Regions from separate parts of the Gossypium hirsutum genome. Here regions 2, 3 and 4 are each linked to region 1. A link is a contact called in public Hi-C data. All regions are on one chromosome and are shown on one strand. The core of a region is the stretch at or near the end of the contact, and the rest is flanking DNA. Distances in the headings are between cores, read along the strand shown.

What was found. A called contact is a pair of places that touch in the nucleus more often than the background predicts.
Region 2: a contact with region 1 is called in a Hi-C map of leaf, with 1.8 times the contacts expected there. The contact joins the enhancer-like site here to the promoter of LOC107914736 in region 1. A contact is called at or near these places in 2 of 34 Hi-C or Micro-C datasets (leaf and seedling).
Region 3: a contact with region 1 is called in a Hi-C map of leaf, with 1.8 times the contacts expected there. The contact joins the enhancer-like site here to the promoter of LOC107914736 in region 1. A contact is called at or near these places in 2 of 34 Hi-C or Micro-C datasets (leaf and seedling).
Region 4: a Hi-C map of leaf shows a contact between it and region 1, with 8 times the contacts expected there. The contact joins the promoter of LOC107914784 here to the promoter of LOC107914736 in region 1. A contact is called at or near these places in 16 of 34 Hi-C or Micro-C datasets (anther, callus, cotyledon and 4 more).

The regions. Positions count from the first base shown.
Region 1 is chrD10:26,912,979-26,916,526 of Gossypium_hirsutum_v2.1, reverse strand. LOC107914736 (methylenetetrahydrofolate reductase 2) reads right to left here and starts at 1,894. Exons shown (of 12, transcript XM_016843746.2): 1 at 1,758-1,894; 2 at 902-1,343; 3 at 768-825; 4 at 602-687; 5 at 332-505; 6 at 1-10. The coding sequence starts at 1,300. LOC107914737 (glycine-rich RNA-binding protein 2, mitochondrial) reads right to left here. Exons shown (of 5, transcript XM_016843748.2): 4 at 3,498-3,548; 5 at 3,100-3,415. The coding sequence ends at 3,290.
Region 2 is chrD10:27,069,090-27,072,663 of Gossypium_hirsutum_v2.1, reverse strand. No RefSeq gene overlaps it. Among protein-coding and RNA genes, the nearest start is that of LOC107915021, 42 kb to the right of the region's middle. Within about 2 kb of position 1,528, at least 3 of the 9 cell types and tissues checked have an H3K27ac peak or open chromatin away from gene starts, as enhancers often do. A contact at or near this core is called in leaf, where this site is marked.
Region 3 is chrD10:27,095,250-27,098,729 of Gossypium_hirsutum_v2.1, reverse strand. No RefSeq gene overlaps it. Among protein-coding and RNA genes, the nearest start is that of LOC107914784, 30 kb to the left of the region's middle. Within about 2 kb of position 2,184, at least 6 of the 9 cell types and tissues checked have an H3K27ac peak or open chromatin away from gene starts, as enhancers often do. A contact at or near this core is called in leaf, where this site is marked.
Region 4 is chrD10:27,124,645-27,128,264 of Gossypium_hirsutum_v2.1, reverse strand. It overlaps LOC107914784 (Werner Syndrome-like exonuclease), which reads left to right and starts at 1,272. Exons shown (of 6, transcript XM_016843811.2): 1 at 1,272-1,650; 2 at 1,734-1,913. The coding sequence starts at 1,413.

The DNA.
Region 1 (3,548 bases), core at 645-3,144:
CAGCTGGTATCTACAATGAGCCATGCAGGTGTTACATTTTAAAAATGTTAACAGAAATTGCCACCAAAAATAGCTTTTGTGGCCACTCTTTATAAGCAGTTGTAATAATCAGTTGCCAAGAAAAAACAAGCAAAGAGTGCATCAGAATGAATTCGGATGCCCTTCCAAATTAGAGGCCTTCAGAATCTTGTATCTTTTAGCCTTTTGAGAAGAATGATGCTGCTTTCATTTCCTTTATGCAAAAACATCCAACTAGTACATGCACTATTTGAATAAATTTTACTAAATTGATACTATTTAATGCTCAAAAATATCATGTTATACCGCATACCTTAGTTTTGCAAAAGCCAGTCATTCGCAAGAAACCCTTGTAGTTATTAATGGGCATAATACCCGGCACGATAGGACAGTTAATTCCCATTTGGCGACAGTCATTGACAAATTTGATAAAGATATCAGTATCATAAAACAGTTGAGTAACAATCAGATCAGCTCCCGCATCAACCTATGTAGTAAAGAAGATTTTAGCACAAAAATTAACCAATATAAATTAGAATTAAGACAATATTTTCAAATCAAGTAATGAGTTAAAGAGTAAAACCTTTCTCTTTAAGTAAGCAAGATCATTCTGATAAGCTTCAGGTGTGGCTACACCATCATTTCCTATGGCATCGGGATGTGCCTCTGAGCAAAGAAAGCAAACTATTAATAATCAAAAGCCACATGAACAAGCCTCTTATATATGTATATATGTCTATGAAAAGCACGATAACCGGCAACTGTGATGCCAAAGTAGTCACCATATTTAGATCTGATATGTTTCACCTAGAATAGGAATTAAAAGTTGGTAACATATGTATATTAAGAAATAAAAACAGGGCAGAATGAGCAATGGCTTTACCAGATCAAGGGCACAGGAGAAGCCGCCTTCGACCTGGACAAACTTGTCCTGGCCGTGAGGGGGATCACCTCGGAGGGCAAGAACATTCTGAATGCCGTTGGACTTGATGGTCTGAAGAGCATGGTCAATCTTCTCTACGGGCATATTGGTGCAAGTGAGGTGCATCATCGTCTCCACACAGATGATATTCTGCATCTTGTTAGCAATGTCGAGAGTGAGATCAGCAGTGGAACCACCTGCACCCCATGTAATGTCACAGAAGGACGGGTTATGAGCAACCATACGATCCATTCTGTCGAACAGGTTGTCTACTCCATCCTCAGTCTTCGGAGGGAAGAACTCAAAGGAAAACACCACTTTCCCTTCTTGCAAAGATTGGATCTTCTCTATCACCTTCATCTTTAATTGGATCTTGAACTCTCAGTGTCACCAACACCAACTTCTGCAAGAATTCAATATGAAACTGAGGTGTTTGAAGAGATAAAACAAGAAAAGAACAACAGAAAGTCGCAACAAAACAAACCCAAACCCGAATCTGAATCTAAAAGAATTAACTGATGGTTCAGAGCAAAAACGATCACTTTGAACATCATAGAAGAAGATAAACATGGGCAATCTTGAAATCAATCCTTTCAAAGTAAATCGTATAGGATAAAGCATGAATGATAAACTAAGAGTCATAGATCAGATGAGCTAAAATTTAAGTAAGCGGTCTATTGTTAAGTAATACATTGTGAAGAATCAACAAGGCACTAAACAAAGACTGAAAGTCCAAATCTAACATATGTTGTAGTACATTGTCCCAAATTCATGGAAACACAAAAATATCCCAGAAAAATAGGAAAAAGAGACTCACAAATGGGTTTGTGGTTGGTAAAGAGAGAGATGGGAGGTGGAGGCATTGCAATGGGAGTATTTGTATTTGAGAGAGGAACGGAACGGATCGGGGTTGGTGTCTTTTGAAATGACTCTGTTGCCCACTCAACAACCCAATGGCCTTATCCTATTCTCAATTCAGTATTTGCCCATTAATGGTCAATACCATACGGTTTAATTATTATGCCCCTGCTCTTTTGCACTTCTTTTTAATTTAGTACAACCAATCTCTTTAATTTGAAAATATATAATAAATCCAAATTTAACGACTTTGATTTTTAAATGAGAGATTAAATTTTTTAAATTAAAAAAAAGTAGAAAAGTAGAGGGAGTGAGAGGAAATTAGACCGTAAGGTACAATACGGTTGTCGTATGTATTGCTTACCAACCACAAACAGCGTCAGCTTGGAATGAATCACAAAATTGGCGGTTGTATTTTCGCTTTCTTACCAAAACTCACTATTATTTTATTGTTTCAGTTTCATCCCTCTTTTTAGTTCGTACACTGAATCAGCTTTTTACCTTTTCATTATTCTTTTTATGGCCGAATTTAATAAAAAATACCATTTTAAAAAAAAGTTATTTTTTAACACGCCATATCTTTTGGTGGTTTTGTTTTTAAGTTTCAGATCTTTTTTTTCCTCACATTTATATTTTTATTTTATTTGTTTCAGGCTTTATTTTTATTTTTAATTACTATTTTTAATATATTAATACTTCAATTAGATGATTAATTAACAGTGATTTTATGCTTGAATGTCAAATTTGATTCCTCTTCTTAGTGCATTTGTATTTTTTATTTTATATTGTTTCAAGCTTTTTTCTAATTTAATATTTTTAATTAATAAATATATTATTTTCAAGTTTTTTATTTTAATTTATTTTTTAATTAATAATTTTTTAATTTATAAAGTTAAATAATTATTATCAGTTATATAATAAAAATATATTTTTGATAAAATTGATATTTTATCAAAATGTTAAATATATTTTATTTTGTAAAAAACATCAACTAATTCTTTTGATATATTTTTTATACATATAATATTTATATATCAAATATTTATTTTTCCCTCCTATATTGTGGGTACATTGATTTCTAATATTATAAAATCAAATAATTATTTCAAATATCTTTATGTTTATATGTGAAATATTTCAAATAGTTATTTCAAATACACAATATATAATACTAAAATTTACTGCACTCATGATATAGATTGAAAAATAAATATTAAACATAAAAATTATATTTACTACAAATAATTTGGCACTATTTAATTAATTTTATAAATAAAAAAGTGCTTAATTAAAAAGATTAATTAAAAATAAAAAACCAATATATTTATTAATTAAAAATAAAGTTTTCAAGGATAAAATCACAATTAATTAACCTCTAACTACAGAAAACTAGTTGCATAAGTTTTAGCATATAATTCGAATATAAATAACTGTATCATCAAATCTACTAGCTCTAGGAACATGATTATGGAAAGATTTTGATGCGAGAGCCTAGTAACCAGCATCCCTACCGAAACTATCACCACCACGGAAACCACCATTACCACCATAAGCTCGAGGGCCGCCACTAGGTCTTTCATTGGCATAACTTACTCGAATATTTCGGCCATTGAGTTCCTGTAATTTCAGTACCACAAAATAATCAAATACCAGATTCACCAGAAACATGTTCCATATAACAATGTCTTTTTTCCCTCACCTGACCATCCATGGCTGACAAGGCATTGCTGGCAGATTCATCATCAGCAAA
Region 2 (3,574 bases), core at 279-2,778, 160 kb before region 1:
GTTTGGGTCGAACCTACTTGGTCGGGTTTAAGGTGTTACAGATAGCTTTATCACAAGCTTCATACATAAACAAAATATTGAAACATTTTGCTATGGCCGATTCAAAGAAGGGAACACAACCCTTTTTATCAGACTTTCATATTTCCTTAGAAGATTGCCCCAAGACAATGGAAGAAGAGAGCATTTGAGAAAGATCGGCACTAGGAAGTCTCATGTATGTTATGCTATGCACACGTCTAGATATTTGTTTCATAGTAGAATTGATGAGTCAATATCAGACGAATCCCAATCCAAGAAGCTAGCAAGCAATTAAGCATATACTCAAGTATTTATAGAGAATGATATATTATATGTTTGTATATTTTGGAGAAGATCTTACTCCTTTTAGTTATACATGTCATGACTTTCAAACATGTCAGGATTTGAAAAAATTGACGGCGGACTATGTTTTTGTAGTTAATGTCCACGTCACTCTCCTATATTTGATTTAACAAAAATGGACTCAAATTTTTTTCAATAACTCAAGTGATCGTTTTATAACTTTTTAAAGTCGAATGACCCAATTAAAAACACACTAATAATTGGATAATTATTTGAGTAATTTACCCTAAAATTAATAATATATTTTAATTCATTTTATCTCTTTAATTAAATAAAAATATATTTTTAGTCCATTTAATAATTTAATTCGAGTGACTTAACATAGTTGTTTTTTTTTCTCTTGTAACGGGAGTGCAATGTCATGCTCCATTGGAAGTCTCAGTGGTTGAGGTTTTCCTTTTCTTTTTGGGGGGTGGGTGGGTGGGTTGTGAAGATGCAATTGGTGAGCACATGTAATGAAGCATGTGGGTGGGCCTTCTATTATGTCTTTATCAATCTCCATCTCATTGACTTGTATCTTAAACTATATTTATAACCCTATGGCCATTGCCCTATTTCTTAAACTATATTTATAACCTTTTGGCCATGTGGGAAGAAAATCAGATCCCATTCTTCCACCCATGAAAAACATTCAAATATAGTGTAATGATTATTTAATTTATCTTTTAATTATAAGGTTAGAGTATAACTTCAGTTCATAAAAATGAAATATATTTTATAATTAATTATTTATCTTTTTAAAAAATACTTTTACTCATAAAAATAAAATACACTTCCCGTGATATTAGATAATATTTCTCAAACTCGCATAATGATTTCATGGACAATTAAACAGGTTGGATAATAATGGATTAGATGGTGTTTCAACAGTTTCAACTTTTCTCGAATAGTTCACTTTCCTCAAAATTGGGTTGTCTTTTGACCACCATAAACAAAATACATATACACAAATTAATATAAAAGTTGAAAAAAGCAAAGTGGACTATAAAGTAATGGGATATTTAGGCATGTCACACACGTCAAGGTCTTGAAATAAACATTTCAACAAACATCCAAAAAATTCAATGGCCGAATAAAAGGGGAGCTTCCATTACATACACATATAATGAACCGACATCAAGTCACGTCAAACTGTAACTTGAAAGTGCACCAATTAGGTCCATTTATGATTGATTTAGTTATGTCCTTTGGATTCCCTATGCATTCAATCACATTTAGCCTAATTTTTAATATTAGTTACTTAAAAACATAACTTTTGACGCCTTTCATAAAAGGGAACAGATAAATGGAGTACAGTACCTCTGCCGACACTTCGTATGGAGGAATAGAAAGCAATAAAATGACAAACTGTCGCTTTCGTTTCCCTTTTTCAACTTTGCCTCTTTACAAATGCAAATACATTCTAACTTACAATAACTGCTGTCATGACTGCTGAATTTTCAGGGTCATATGAGATTATTTTTTATTCAACTATGATTTTTTTATTGGTCATTCAAGTAATCGAGTTTTCTCTTCATTGTTCATTAATTGTAGGTACCTATTTAATGGAGGGATTAAGTGGTAGCTTATAAATTAATATAATAATAAATTTAATTCTTAATTTTTATATATTATATTAATTTAATCATAATTTTTTTAAAAAATTAACTCTCAATCTAGAATCACCGATACTCATCCTTCGAGTTTTTGAAAATTCATAATTGAGTGATCAATTTTAAAAATTTCATAGATAGGTGATTAAAAGAAAAGCCTATAGTTAATTGAGTTGTGATGTAATTGACCCAATTTTTTCTATTTAGTAATCAAAATTTAATATTTTATGATCCTAAATAAAAGAAAACCAAAAATTTGAATTTTGTAATGGAATATGTTTGGATAAAAAAACGTAACAAACAAAGATATAGCAAAGAAAAGGATTGTAATATAGAGGAATGCAGTGGAAAGATTCTTGCAATGAATTCCACTTCCATCAAATCATGTAATCCAATTATAACACTTTCATAAGATAATTACTTGAAAAAAGAAGAAGAAATACTCAATTTTATATATTCCAAACAAGGAAAGTTTTCTTCCTTGCTTTACTTTTTTTTCCTCTCCCCAATTCAAACATAAAGTTAATATTTATTTATAATTGAAAAAAAGAGTAAATTTATAATAAATCCTAAGGTTTAACTAAACAAATATGGTGAAAAATCTTCTACTTTTTTTTTCTTACCAATTTTATTTTTTTCAACTAAGATAAGCATGTAGTATTTATGTTCTTCTACCTTTAAACTCTTCCCCTAATTTATTTTCCTTAATTCTTTTACTATATAATTGCAATTTTCTTATTAAGATAGCAAATTGCAACATAAATAATATTTTCTATCTTGTTTTCAAAAGGGAAAAAAAAGTGATTGAATTCGAAGCAAACATATCATGATTGATAGGTAATCTATTAGATATCTCAATTTTCAATTTATTTGTAATATATTTGTTGAGATTGGCAACAAGTAAAATAAATAGCGGAATAAATTGAGAAATTGAACACATAAATTTAACGTGAAAAATCCCTCCAAAGAGGATAAAAAGCCATGGGCAAGAGAACAAAGAGTACAAAAGATGGACGTAAAACTAAACCCCGAAAACCTGAAAATAAAGAACCCTCAAAACGTAAACACAAAATTCTCTAAATTTCTTATGAGTTCTAATCTCTAATGGGTATATTTTCTAATGTTGTAAAAGAGCCTATTTATAGGCTAAATTCATAGGTCAAATAATAAAATAATCTAGACTAATCAGAGTTTGATTGAAACAAATAAATAGAGTTTAACTGAAAGATTATTTCTCAAATTGGACTGAAATAAGAGTTATACTCAACAAATATCCACATTGACTCATATTTCCACAATGTCATCTTTGCCAAAGCTCGCCACCGGCCTATCTTGAACTATGCAGGAAATTAATTGAGTCGAATCTGTGCTTAGAAACTGGAAGACTTCTAGCCTTCGACTTGTACACTGCCAAATTAAAACTAACCTGAGTTTGATTTTCACGAACACGGTGCCCTAACTTTTCAAAACCTACATCCAAACGAAACAAAACGGTCATACATTTTTTCCTCCTATGACCAAGTTGCCCCAGCTCCAAACGAGTTGACTTCAACTTCATAACGGACGAGGGACTTCCGATTTCACTAGTCACTGTAGAACCT
Region 3 (3,480 bases), core at 935-3,434, 180 kb before region 1:
CTTCCTCATCCTTTCTAAAAATAGGAGGATCATACTTCAGAAATTTTGCCATATTCAACATGGTCAAATAGAACATCATTTTCTGTTGCCATGTTTTAAAATTCTCTCCAGTGAATTTCGTAGGCTTTTTATTATGACTCATAGTCACAGGTAATGTTTGGTTTCCAGCCTGAGCCTTAGCAGCGACAATCGCCTCAACCTTTGAATTGGGTGAGTTGTTTGACGTATGAGACATTTCTGTAATCAGAATAAAGAACTAGAATCTTTAAATAAATTAAAATCTGAAACAAAAGTATAAACCAATCTTAAATAAGTTATGATGATATCTCTACGCCTTAGATTAAAACTACAATAATTAATATGTCTTAAGAATGTAAGAAAATTTGATATCATATGTTGTATTAATATGTCAATAACAATGATAATGCAATACAATGCAGTAGTAGTAACACAACAGAATATTTATAATTGGATGAAGTTAAAAATTAGAAGAAGAATTTTGTTGAGGCCTGTATAAACAGTTTCCTTAAGATAGATTCGTCCTCTCCTCGGTGCTTTGAGTAACATTGGACATTATCTCACAGGATACAACAACAAACAATCACAGTAGTAGCACAACAACAATGATCAATCGAACAGAATATTGCCTTTCTCTATTACCAGGAGAAATGAATTTAGAAGGAATTTTTGATATTGATAGTTTTGATGATGATATGTTTTTGAAATCTCCTAACTTGGCTTTATATAGAGGAGAGGAAATGAATGAAGAGATTCGTTGAAAAATTAATAAACATGAGTGAATAGCAACAATGAATGAAAAAAAATTCAATATTAAATCAAGTGATACATTTTTTTCAAAAGATACATCTGTATGAAAAAATGCAATATTAAACCAAGAGATACAATTATCATTCATCACTCAATAATTATTTTCCAACATATTTAACTAAACAAAGTTCTAATTTGGTCACTTAATTATTTGAAAATTTTCATTTAAGTTATTGAACTATTCAAAAGTTTTTGTTCAATTCATTTGGTTTTTAAGATTTTTTTAAAATTTTAAAAGTTACACTAGCGAGTTCTAAGTGATCATTTGATGATTGATACGGTGGATTAGTATGTATTAAGCAGTAGAAAAATATACCTTAGGTCCAAGTCGATCTGACGGTCAATGTCAGGGATCGGATAAAATAAATTTGAATTTTAGTTCATAGATTCGTGATGTCCAAGGCCGTTGTATAAAAAAATGAATTATAAAAGAGAAGGGAAAAAAGATTTATCGATTGGTGGAGACAATGCTAATAGAGTAATATATCATTGATTTTAGTCCAATGACTTAAATAAATTTTTTTGAATAGTTTAATGATCAAATTGTAACTTTTTTTAGTTAAGTGATTAAAATAAAAATTTAATCCTTCGTTATATGGAATAGGATATGATTTTTTTTCTATATTTTAAAAAAATAATATATAAATTAAAAAAAGGTTTAGTACATTTATATATTCATGTTTATCACATGTTAAATTTGCTCCCTTTTTGGAGGTATTTTAGTAAAAAAATCAAATGTTGTCCGACCGCCAATCATATTTCATATCGATATATTACAATATTAAAGCAATAATCTAAAAATTTCAATTTTTAGTATTTAATAATTTTTTTACTTTTTAATTTTAAAAAAATATTATGGATTAGAAAATTATATTATAAAATCTTTCAATGAAGTAATCTTTAATTTTTTTTTTAAAATTTAATTAATTAAAATATTTAAAACAATTGAAGTTAAAAGTCCAAAAGTTTGACCCAAAAATATAAATTGTGACTTTTTTATTGGGATGGTGTGAATAAAATTTTATTTTTGGACTGAATTTCCTTAATAATGAGAGATATTTTCATACATTGTGGCCCTCATGATTTTGGTGGAAAGAAGAAGAGAAAATAACAATAGAAGAAGATTGAGTTTAATATATATATATATGATTACTTGAAGCATTACGGCCTCTGTGGGTGGCAAATGGCAAATGGTATGAAACAAAGAGGCAACAACAACAGTAAACACAAAAAAAAGGAAGATTTGATGAGGAACAAAAATCTTTGATAAAATGAATGGTCCATCCGGAAGAATGGAGCACCGGTTTCCCTGGTTGTTATTTATTTAAAAAAACTCCAACAACCCACATGCCTAAGCACATGCTCCCCACCACTATCTTGTCTATTTCTTCTTTGTGAATTGCAGCTTTCAGACATGCAAATATATATAATACGAAAAAGGAAAAAGAAAAGGAGCAATTATAGTAACTAGTTGATTTATGAACAAATATTAGCCGTAAAGGTGGCGTTGCTGTTTGTCCATCTTCACCTGCTTCCCCACTTTGTAGTAATCATTGGGTTATAACCCCATCTTCTTTTACAATATTATATTAAAAACTTAAATCCATTTTTATGTTTAAAGTTTGTATAAAATAAATCTAAATACAATAAAACTATATGAATTATTATTATTTCTTTTAAAAATAAATAATTATTATCATTGTTGATGCGAGGATCGAATTAAGTGATACAAGGCGAATGGCCGCTAATAAAGGTGGTTAGAGTAGAAGATAAGGAAACAGAGAGAGATCCTTTGCCTTGTTGGAGTTTTGAGTTTTATATTACAAGTGGGTTGGAGGCAAGTGATCAAGTTGTTCATCATTATAGGCTTAGATAGGGAGATAATTGTACGTGTTTTGAATCATTTTAGATGAGACGTGATGGTTGGAGTCAAAGGTGGCAATTAATAAGTGGGGTCCTCATGAGAGCTAAGTCGAAGGGTTCAATGAGCTAACTACGTCCTAGAAGTTAGGGTATAAAATTTCCCACCAACCGTAAGGGGATTTATATCAAGGTAGCCAGTACAGAATCAATGGTCACATCATTTTTTATTGGAATTGGTACGTACCAATACCTATATGTTTCAGTGTACTATTTTGGATTTATCGATGTTTTTATAAAATATTTAATATATAAAATATTTAAATATATCAAATGAATTAGATTAAATAATTTTAAAAATAAAAATATTATTTTGCTATATTAAATACTCATAAATAAACTTCGCGAATAAAATTTCATCATTCAAGAAATCTAAAGTAAATAAGGAAAATAAACATCTCACACATTAAATAACAAAATTATCCACAACATTATTTTAAAAAATCTACAATAAGATCATCTCATACTAGATATATAACATGAAAGGTTAATAAAAACATATACATAAAGTTGTTTTCATCATAAGTTTAGAAATTATTGTCTTTTTTTTTTCCCTTTAGCGTGTCTATTATATAAATTCTTTACTTTTATTATTATTATTATTAAATTTTCTACTTTAAAATTTAAAGTTGTTCTTTTACCTTGAATAAAGTTTAAGTTTAAAGTTTAAATTCGGTTAATTAAAAAAATTTAAAGCTAGTAAAATAATGAAAATTTTATCTATTTTTTAAA
Region 4 (3,620 bases), core at 23-2,522, 210 kb before region 1:
ATTTAATAACAAGAATTTAATAATCAAAACATCTAAATATAATGCATAATATAACTTAATTAAAAAAACACTTCAAAAAGAGTTATTTACCAAAAATTAATAATAGAGAAAACATACCATATTAATAACAAACATATATAATTAACAATTATGTCTTTTACATAAAAAAAATAACCTAGAAAGGCAAAAATCAAATACTATCAGAATGTAAAATTTATGTCAAATAAAAATTAATAGTAGTCATACCTTAATTAAAAAAAAACATATGGTCGAAATATAAAAGTTTCTTACCAAATCTATACTTTACCCATGCTTGTACAATAAACCAAAGATCAGGAATAAAAACCATAATCCATTCTGAGATTGAATCTTTCAACATCCCGAAGATGAATTTGTAAGGGTGAAAGTTTAATGTTGGATGACTTCGAAAGATTTTGAAAAAATATAGAGAATCATTGTGCTGATAACGTATTATAAACTAAAGAGAGATGGAGAGAATAAAGAACAAAGAAAATATGAAAGCAACAGAGAATGTACTTTATTAATCAAAAGGATGATTACAATGCTTCATCAGAATCTTCATTTATAGACATAAGAAGTATAAAAAAAGTAGAGATCTAATTCTAAAAACTATTAAAATTTAAAGCATATCAAAACTTTATCTTAATCATAATGGACATCCACTTAATAAGATATTTATAACAATGTTTAAATTTTAATATAAATTAGAATTAAAATTTGGTAGAAGATCGGTTAAGCAGAATTAGGAGTTTGTAAAAATATTTTTTATATTAAAATATAAAAAAATCTCTAATTCTTAGGTTATTTTCCATGTTATAACTCTATTTATATAAATAAAATTAGAAATACTAAATGTTTATTTATTAAAATATTTATATATTTTATTTAAATTTTAATGCTGGGAACAACATATGGCATAAGATATTCTGTTAAGTAGAATTAAGAGTGTGTAAAAGTTTTTCCAAATTAAATTTTAATTATATTAAATATTTTTATATTCAGAAGATAAAATTAATATCTACTTTCATGTTATAACTCAATTTTATGTAATTAAAATGATCACTATTATTTTTCATAGAACTATTATATTATATTATTTAAAAAAAGATAATATATTAAATAAATTTTGTAATTTAGATTTAGTATTTATGTTTTCAAAATTTAATTTTTTTAGAGAAATTTTGGAGAAACAAAAAGTTCGTCAGGATTTTTATTTAGAATATTAATATAGAAAGTATTTTGTGCGAATTGGACTGGGATGGGCTCAAGTCCTGGCAAAAACTTTTCCAAATCGGCCCATCGACTACTCTACCAGACGCCATTAACAAAATTTGAACGTTAAGCTCTCTTTCCCTCTAATTCCGCCCCTCACTTCCATTTCAGATATAGAAATGGAATTCAAAGAAAACAATAGTTTCAGTTTGGATTGGGACGACCGTTTCACTGAAGACGTGATCCGACTAATGGATGCCATTGAAGCCACTCCTCCTCCTCCTCCTCCTTCATCTTCTAGCAAGAAACGCAAGTCCGCCGTCCATCATCAAGATAACCTCAAAACCGGCCGCCAATTGCCTCATTCTATTCTCTCACCCCCGCGTTCTTTTCCGTCTTCCTTCGCTCGTTGTCAATGTATTTCCTATCCCTTACTTTACCCATTTTTTAATTAAAATAAATGAACTAATAGTAAACCCTTTGATTTTTCTGATTGGCAGCTAATACAAGGCTTAGATATCCGCCGTTGAGATTTGGAGGTCATATTTTGTATAGCTTTACGGAAGATGAGGTAGAAAATGCTGCAATGGAGCTATTAAAAATTGTTGAAATTAAGAAGAAAGAAATGGGTCAAGTTGCTTTAGGGTTTGATATTGAGTGGAAGCCCTCTTTCCAAAAAGGTTTGCTTCCTTTACCCTCCTTGTATTGTTACATTCATTTCATATAATCCTTTCTGTTTGTTTCCTAAGAAAAAAAAGTGTGAAAACAAATAAATGTGAAAATTTCTTAAGTTAATATGAAACCTCCCTAAGGTATCTTTGATCATTATTTTAAAGAATTGAGACTTAAAGTTGGAATTTTTTTCAAATTGCATGATTTCTAGATGGAGTACTTATGCTAGAATTGGCATTGTGTTTTTTTTTTGTAGTTTTAATTTTTTTTTTGATGTTTAGCGGTTCTGATATGCCACATTTTGAAACAAAATATATATCTCTTGTGTTTGGTGTTGTCCTCTTCCTTTCTTCCATAAAGCAGCATTGCTATAATTTCTTTTAAAGCAGAAACTAAGCACTCTTTACCTATATTACTTGGCCTTAGGTGTGAGTGCCGGATATGGGTAAGTTCCCAACACAGATATATTCAATTTTTTCCTATGTTTTTAATGTATTTGGAGATCCTCGAATGGTCATATCCCATACTCCTGTCCAAATATGCGTTGGATACAGGTACTTTAGTAAAATAAAGAGTCAAAGCAATATAGCTCTTTAATCCATGTTTCATGAGTTGCTGTTGCCATTACCGATCATTTCCTTTTAATTGAAATACTCTTAACTGTGATAACCTAAATGGTTGTATGCTTGCAAACCGTTATTTATATTCATGTTTTTCCCTTATCTTGTCTACTTTCTGGTAGAAGTGGTCTATTTAGATCATTCTCAGATTGCATTTAGTATAGCATTGAAACATGCACATATTGAATTTGTACTAGTACACAGAATTCATGGCTAAATATACTGATTTGGTTGACCACCTCTACTAACATATCACTTGTCTATCTGGTTTCTGTATTGCCCTCTTGAACTTTCATGAAAAGTATTATCTGTTTGGTACCATAGACATTGGCTTGTGTGGACTCTGGTATTGATATCCAACACTTGTATGTGTCTGCATGCTTGGTTTTTCTTTTTAAGTCTTGGAATTGGCTTAAAAGGATCTAAAAGTTAGATAAAAGTATGTGGATGCATATTTTAACAATGTCTTAAATAAAGATACATAAATGAAAATAATGCAATACCAAATATAATGAGCATTTGTAATTTACTTTTATATTAATAATTAAAATACATTTTATTGGTGAACCATAGAAAGGACGGACCACCACCCTTCATCATCCAACTAAAACAATTACAAGTTGTATCCACATTTGTGATGAAGTATAAAACACATATTATGTGCCGTATCATATTGATGAAGTGGCAATCTTTATTGAAAATTCCATGGAATGTACTTAAGGGAAATGGGGATGACTTTCTGGGACTTTGCAGATTAGAACACGATAACAGAGGACTAATTACTTGCTAACATTTCAATCTAAGGGTGGGTTTAGATGGGCGGTGCGTTTACCTGCGGTTAGTGTAAAAATAATAGTGACGGTGAGATTAGATACTATAGCGATATTGTATCGTGAGACAAAAAGTAAGCTAAACACACCGCACGGCACCCAATCGCCCATCCAAACCCACCCTAAGTGTTACAAACACATCTTTAGAACCTCTTCCTGCATCGTGTCGGGTGGATGGGTTTGGTTAAAATGCTGCCTAGTTTGGGAATAAAAACTACGGTTGCATCCTTGCATCCCATTCAATTATATGTATAAGAACGAAACT